Linked DNA regions of Capra hircus: region 1 is linked to region 2. A link is a contact called in public Hi-C data. All regions are on one chromosome and are shown on one strand. The core of a region is the stretch at or near the end of the contact, and the rest is flanking DNA. Distances in the headings are between cores, read along the strand shown. Region 1 has its middle 20 kb from the start of GPR142. Region 2 holds the start of LOC102173969 (CMRF35-like molecule 8).

Region 1 (3,326 bases), core at 664-3,163, 73 kb after region 2:
TAATAATTTGCATCTACCAATCCCAACCTCCCTCTCCATCCCTCCCCTACCTGCCTCCCCCTTGGCAACTACAAGTCTGCTCCCTACGTCTGTGAGTCTGTTTCTGTTTTGAAGATAAGCTCATGTGTGTCATATTTCAGATTCCACATATAAGTGATATCACGTAGTGCTTGTCTTTCTGACTTACTTCTCTTAGTGTGATCATCTCTAGGTGCTTTTTTCTTCCTTTAGATTTTCAGGGAACCAAGCCCTCTGGTGGATGCCTTTCTGGGGAAAAGAAGAAAGAGAGGCTGATGGAGGCAGAGCCACGGAAACTTCTAGCGGCACTGTGCAGGCCCTGCCCACTTCCTTTCTCTTGCAGTGAATTTCGTCCACATGGTGTCAGAAGGCCCGTGGGTGGCGGTGGCGAGGGGCCAGTCACCTCCCCAGCCCTGGCTCAGGCTCCTGATGCCCAACCTTTGTGTGTACTGAGTGGGCTGGCTGGACGCTCAGGTCTTTATCAGTTGTGACCACACCCTCCTGTAAGGCCCCAGGGAGAAGGCAGAACCAAGCCCTGGGAAAGGTCAGCAGCCATGCTCTTTGGTTCTTCTAGGTGCAGCCCTTCCAACCTGAGGTCGTAGAGGAACTGAGGCTGCAGAGGGTGGGGTGGGAATCCCACGGGTCCAGGGTCACTGCACCCACATCCGGAAGTGATTTCTTCTGCTTATTTCTGTCCACGGGACTGAACAGCCGCCTACATCCACTGGACCAGCATCACCCAGAGGAGCTGGCCTTCTTCCTAGCCTCTCCTGGCCTCAGAGGAATCCAGATCACAGTTGGCAGGGTTAGATTGCTCAGGCCAACGGCTCCCTTCAGAGATACACAAACTAGGGCTCGTGGAATCTCAGGGCGAATACAGAACACGCTAGCAGCCAGATCACCTGACCTCCCCCTGCCCCGGGGTGGGGGTTGTCTGACCACCCCATCACCTGACCTCAGGTCACCACCCTCCCCTGCAGTGTGGTTCTCTCCTTTACTGTGTAACATAATATAATCACGGAGTAACTCCCGAGGACAGGGGTAGAGATCACGTGGCCGCCTGAGAATTCTGCCTTCAACAGGGCTGGAGGCTCCCGTCCCCTCACCTGGCCAGACCCCCAGGCCGGCTCCTGGGAGGAAGTGTCCTTCTCAGCTCTTGACTGCCCTAATTACTCAACGAGGTTGGACCAGACCTCCCAATGCATCAGTTAGAACAGGGTGGTGGACAGGCCGCTGGGCGGATGGCTTTTGTCTCCCAGAGGCGAATTCCCTCCCACCCAGCTGGCCCAGACCCGCATGTCTCAGCCTGTGGTTTCGGCTTCCAAGCCCGGAGTGCAGAGATGCCTGTGGGATGCCAAGAGAGAAGATGGTCGAATGCTTGACGGTTCTAACTGCAGGTGCCCTTCCAGCCAGGATCCCTCAGCACCCCATTCTGTTCTATTATTTTATTTGGCTATGTCAGGTGGCTTGTGGGATCTCATTTTCCTGATGAGGTATTGAACCTGGGCCACTGCAGTGAAAGCCCAGAATCATAACCACTGGGCCACCAGGGAACTACCCACCCCACCACACACACACACTTTCATTTTGCATTTCTACCTGGTTCCCTCCAACTTTACTACGCCTTAACTTTAATGAATATTTACTGAGAGCAAGCTCAATGTACTGGCACAGGGGCTGGAGGCTAGGGGTCAGGATCCTTGCCTCCAGAAGACTGAAAGGCAAAGAAATATAAGCTCGAAACTAGTGGCTTCCTGTCCAGGTTCTGAAATTTACTGGCCCTATGACTTCGGCCCTATGACTTCCTCGTTTGCTTGCCTGAAAAATGGATGATACTCATGGGTTGTTGTTGAGACACTAAATATACAGATGGATCATGGCCAGAGCTTCTGTAAAAATAGATCTCTGACCCGCAATCAGCGGCAACCATGCCAGGAAGCCGGCCTGCTAGCCGTAAGTCAGACTTGTAGGAAATCAGACCGCTATCCCGGACAAGTGGTCCAGAAAGCAAACAGTAACCCTGGTAGCAATCATCCCACGTGGGCAGGGCTTGATTAATGATTGACAGCTGCCCTAACTCTCATCCGGGCTTCCAGCTTAGGACCAATCAGAGAAAACCAGGTATGCACTTCTTACCTCTCACATAGGACACCCTACTTAAAAAAAAAAAAAAAATTATTTATTCTTGGCCATGTCATGTGACATGTGGGATCTTAGTTCTCCAACCAGGGATCGAACCTGTGCCCCCTGCACTGGAAGTTCAGTCTTAACCCATTGGGCCACCAGGGAAGTCCACGCTCTACTTCTGTTATTGTTTTCATTTTATTAATTATTAATATTGTTAAATATATTAATATTTATTATCATACACTGATTTAAACAATATTAATAGATAGTATTGGGCTTCCTTAGTGGCTCAGATGGTAAAGCGTCTGTCTGCAATGCAGGAGACCTGGGTTAGATCCCTGGGTTGAGAAGATCCCCTGGAGAAGGCAATGGCAGCCCACTCCAGTATTCTTGCCTGGAAAATCCCATGGACCGCGATGCCTGGTAGGCTACCGTCCATAGGGTTGCAAAGAGTCGGACATGACTGAGGAACTAACACTTTCACTCTATGGGAGCCCACTTCTATTTCATCACAGAGGAGCTCCCTGGAGGTGAGGCAGCAGGTCTAAGAGAGGTCAGAGGTCTCAGAAGGCCAGGAGGCGTGCACACACACACACACACCACAAACACACACTGGTCCACGGGCGATTCTCAGAAGCTGCTGCTTATTCTGTGAGATGCCTCCCAACCAGCAGGCTGTGTCTCACCCTTCTACTCTGAACTGAGGTTCATCCAGGACTCGGGAGTTTGCCAATGGACTTGACCGTGGGTCCTGTCTTGTCCAACCTCCACATTTTACAGATGAGCTAACTGAGACCCCTGGGGCCAGAAATGACTTTTCCAAGGTCATGCAGTGTGTTGGTATCAGAGAAGGTCCAGAGCCCAGGTGCCCTGGTGCCAGCTCAGTGGGTTCCCCACCATTAAAGCCAAAATACTGTGCCATCACCCCACCTGTCAGTCACTTCTCAAAAGTCAGGCCCCTGGAAGCGCTCTCGATGGAGAGCTTAGAACTCCTGCTCTAACCCACCCCACGTGATGTCCCGAAGTGAACCGGTGACTGCTGGCACGCGGCTCCCCAGCCATCTCTCCTCCGGCCACGTCCAGCCAGCCAGGTGGGCACCTGAACCGGTTGGGGCACCCGGCCTGTGACCCTCAGTTCCCACAGTCCCTGGCCCAGGCCAGCATCGGGCTTAGCAGGTGGA
Region 2 (3,440 bases), core at 927-3,426:
CAAATATTGCAATAATGAAAGTCACAAGAAATTTTTAGTTCCCAGCACATATAAAAGCTATGTTTGGGACTCCCCTGGTGGTTAACGGGGAAGACTCCATGCTTTAATGCATGGGGTGTGGGTTTGATCCGTGGTTGGGGAACTGAGATCCCACATGCTGCACAGCCAAAAGAAAAAAGCGATGCTTACATTATACTCCGGTCTATGAAGTGTGTAACAAATAGCATTATGTCTTATAGACAATTTACATGCCTTAATTTAAAAATATTATACTCTATTGCTAAAAAATTCTATGCATCATCTGAGCCTTCAGTGAGTTGTGATCTTTTTCTGGTGGAGAGTCTGAAATTTTGCAGGAATTACCAAAATGGGACAGAGACATGAGGGGAGGAAATGCTGTTGGAAAAATGGAGCCAACAGACTTGCTCAAAGTAGGGTTACCACAGACATTCAACTGGAAAAAGGCAATGTCTGTGAAACTCCACAAAGCAAAGCGCAAGACAAGGTGTGACCGTCTCGGTGCTGCGCTGTATGTGCTCAGCCGCTTGGTCGTGTCCGCCTCTCTGCGACCCCGTGGACTGTAGGACCCCAGGCTCCTCTGTCCGTGAGATTCTTCAGGCAAAAATACTGGAGTGGGTTGCCATGCCCTCCTGCAGTGGATCTTCCCAACCTAGGGATCGAACCCAGGTCTCCCACATTCCCTGGAGGCTCAGACAGTAAACAATCATCTCAATAGATCATGAAAAAGCGCCTGACTCCTGATGCTGCTGTTTTTAAAAACACAGGCAGTGCCCCCTTTACACTAAATGGAAACACGGCTCACCTGGCCAGTCAAGGGCCAGGTAGGCACAACCACTGCCTCCTCAGCCCTGGGCATCGTGGGATGACCCCGTGACCAGCAAGAGAGGAAACCAGAGAAACAACGAAACCTCCACCCAGGCAGATCCTGCGAACACACAAGAACCCCGTAGAGGGACAGTGGAAAATGAGTCATGAGCAGGTGGCCAGTTTCTCAGTGGTAATGAACCTGCCTGCAAAGCAGGAGACGCAGCGGACAGGGGTTCAGTCCCTCGGTTGGAAAGATGGGATCCCCTGGAGGAGGAAATGGCAATGACTGACTCCAGTATTCTTGTCTGGAGATTCCCCACGGACAGAGGAGCCTGGTGGGCTACAGTCCTCAGGATCCAAAGAGTCAGGCACGACTGAGTGACAAAACACACAAGGATGAAACTCGAAAGACTGCAGGAGGTGTCCGAGAGCCGTGAACACCCCTGGAGGCCCAGGAGAGAAATCACACAAGGAAGCCCTCTCCTCCAGGGAGCAAGCCTCCTCCTCCCTTCCCTGAAGCTGCTCTGCCCTCCCCCCTCCCTGCTTCCTCCCCCTCGCCTTCCCGGATGGGATGGGAATCTCCATCTCCCTTCCTTGGAGACCACCAGCCCCCTGAGGTCCCGGCCCCTCGAGCCACCCTGGCTGTTCATTCACCTCCGTGACCCTGAGACCAGGGCTGGCCCCAGCCTGGTCCCCACGCTTCCTCCACCCCCTGGACCCGTGACCCAGAGGGTACCTCCTGTCAATGAGCACGTCCTGGGTGTGCCCAGCGGTCACCCTGCCACCCACTCTGGTACTCCCTGCCTTTTGCCCTCCTTCCTCTAATAATTCATCCCCAAACCTTCAGCAAAGCCCCTCCTCCGTGTCCCACTGTGGCTCCTGCAAGGCCAGACGGATGCAGAATCGGAGATGGACACTCACCCCTGCCTTCCGAGGATGGGGTCCATCTTAAGCAGTGGGCAGACCGTGCCCCAGTCTGAGTCACCCTCCCCCCTTCCATCCCCACCCTCCACCCTTCCCCTCACCCCCCTCCCCTGGCAGCCCCCACCTGGGACCCAGAGAAGCAGCAGAGCCGGGGGCAGCCACGTAGCTCGGTGCAGCTGGGCCATCGCTCCAGCACAGACGTCGCCTGCAACAGCTCCAGGCCAGCCGGTCCTGAGGTCTCAGTCCCCTTCCAGGAGGGGTCAGGCCTGCAGGCTCCCACTTCTGCTTTTCTTCAAGCCTTGTTGCTTCCTTGTTTGGCTTCTTTTCGGTTTTGTTCCTGGAGCTGGTGAGAAGATGGCAGAGGAGCAAACCTACTGGCGGTGCTCGAGACCCCCTGGCCACGTTCTGTAGGTACTTCCGGTGAGGAGCCCTCCCAAGCCCCTAGCTCACCTCCCCTTCCCTCCCACCCCCAAACCACAGGCTGACGTTCCCGTCTAGCCCAGCCAGTAGCTCCTTGGTTTCCCTGTGGTCGGGGTGAGAGCCCCGGGGAGGAGCAAGGGCCCTGGGTGTGTCCCACACTGTGACCGCCCCAGGGAGCAGCCCTTCCACGAGCTCCCCGGCTCAAGGCCTGCACCCCCAAGGTGGCACCATGACCCCAGAGTCCCTGAGTTGGAAACCTGTCTTCCACTTGGCCTGAAGGTCCTCGGGCGGTGACCTTCTTTCCCAGGCAGCCCCCACCGAACCCAGCTCAGGGCTGAGCACAGAGCGGGACTCAGCAAGCCTGTGTGGACCCCTCCTTCCCCAATCCACGTGGAGCTCAGACTCCAAATACACACACACATGTGCCTTGTGACACGTGCCCCTAGGTTGCACAGAACAGCCTCACGAGCATCGGAAACCAGTCCTAATGTGCCACCTGAGAGCTTGCAGAGAGTTAACTCTAAATGCCCCCATCCGGAGTCCCCTGAATGCCCTTCCCTTCCTGTTCTGCCTATAACATTTCCAGAAACGTATATTTTTCAACCACCAAAAGTCGAGGTCTTGAATGCCAAGGTCAAGAGCAGGGAGGCACCGGCTGGTGGCTCATACACAGCCACCCTTTGGGCCACTGGTGTGACCTTGACCCAAGCCCGAAGCTCCATAAAATGCCAGTGACAACAGCTAATCGGGGGGGATAGAATAGTATCATAATTACGCAAACCCTTGAAGATGAGATAATAGTGTCCTCAAGTCAGTTTCTTCCCCAAGGAAATATTTCTTTCCTCTAATGAAAGGCAATAGGAAAATAGGATTTTTAAAAATTTATTTTGGCCCCTGCCATGCACATGTGGGATCTTTGTTCCCTAAGGTTCAAACCCAAGTCTCCTGCAGTGGAAGCACGGTGTCTTCACCACTGGAGAACCAGGGGTGTCCCAGAAAATAGGGTTTGATAGGAAGACATATGCTTTACAAATAGTCTGCCAGACGCACCTGTCCTTAGAAACCTAAACACTTAAACTATAGCAAAGAGGAAGTTCAGTCCAGGTGCTCAGTCACGTCTGACTCTTTGCGACCTCGTGGACTGCAGCACGCCAGGCTTCTCTGCATCACCAACTCCCGGAGCTTGCCCAAACTCATGTCCACTGAGTCAGTGATGCCATCCAATCATCTCATCCTCTGTCGTCCTCTTCTCCTCCTGCCAGCAAAGA

The links. A called contact is a pair of places that touch in the nucleus more often than the background predicts.
Region 1: a contact with region 2 is called in a Hi-C map of liver, with 5 times the contacts expected there. The contact joins the enhancer-like site here to the promoter of LOC102173969 in region 2. A contact is called at or near these places in 3 of 5 Hi-C or Micro-C datasets (blood and liver).

Annotation. Positions count from the first base shown.
Region 1 is chr19:56,239,903-56,243,228 of ARS1.2, forward strand. No RefSeq gene overlaps it. Among named protein-coding and RNA genes, the nearest start is that of GPR142, 20 kb to the right of the region's middle. Within about 2 kb of position 1,914, at least 4 of the 5 cell types and tissues checked have an H3K27ac peak or open chromatin away from gene starts, as enhancers often do.
Region 2 is chr19:56,166,197-56,169,636 of ARS1.2, forward strand. It overlaps LOC102173969 (CMRF35-like molecule 8), which reads right to left and starts at 2,177. Exons shown (of 7, transcript XM_013972661.2): 1 at 1,877-2,177. The coding sequence starts at 1,937.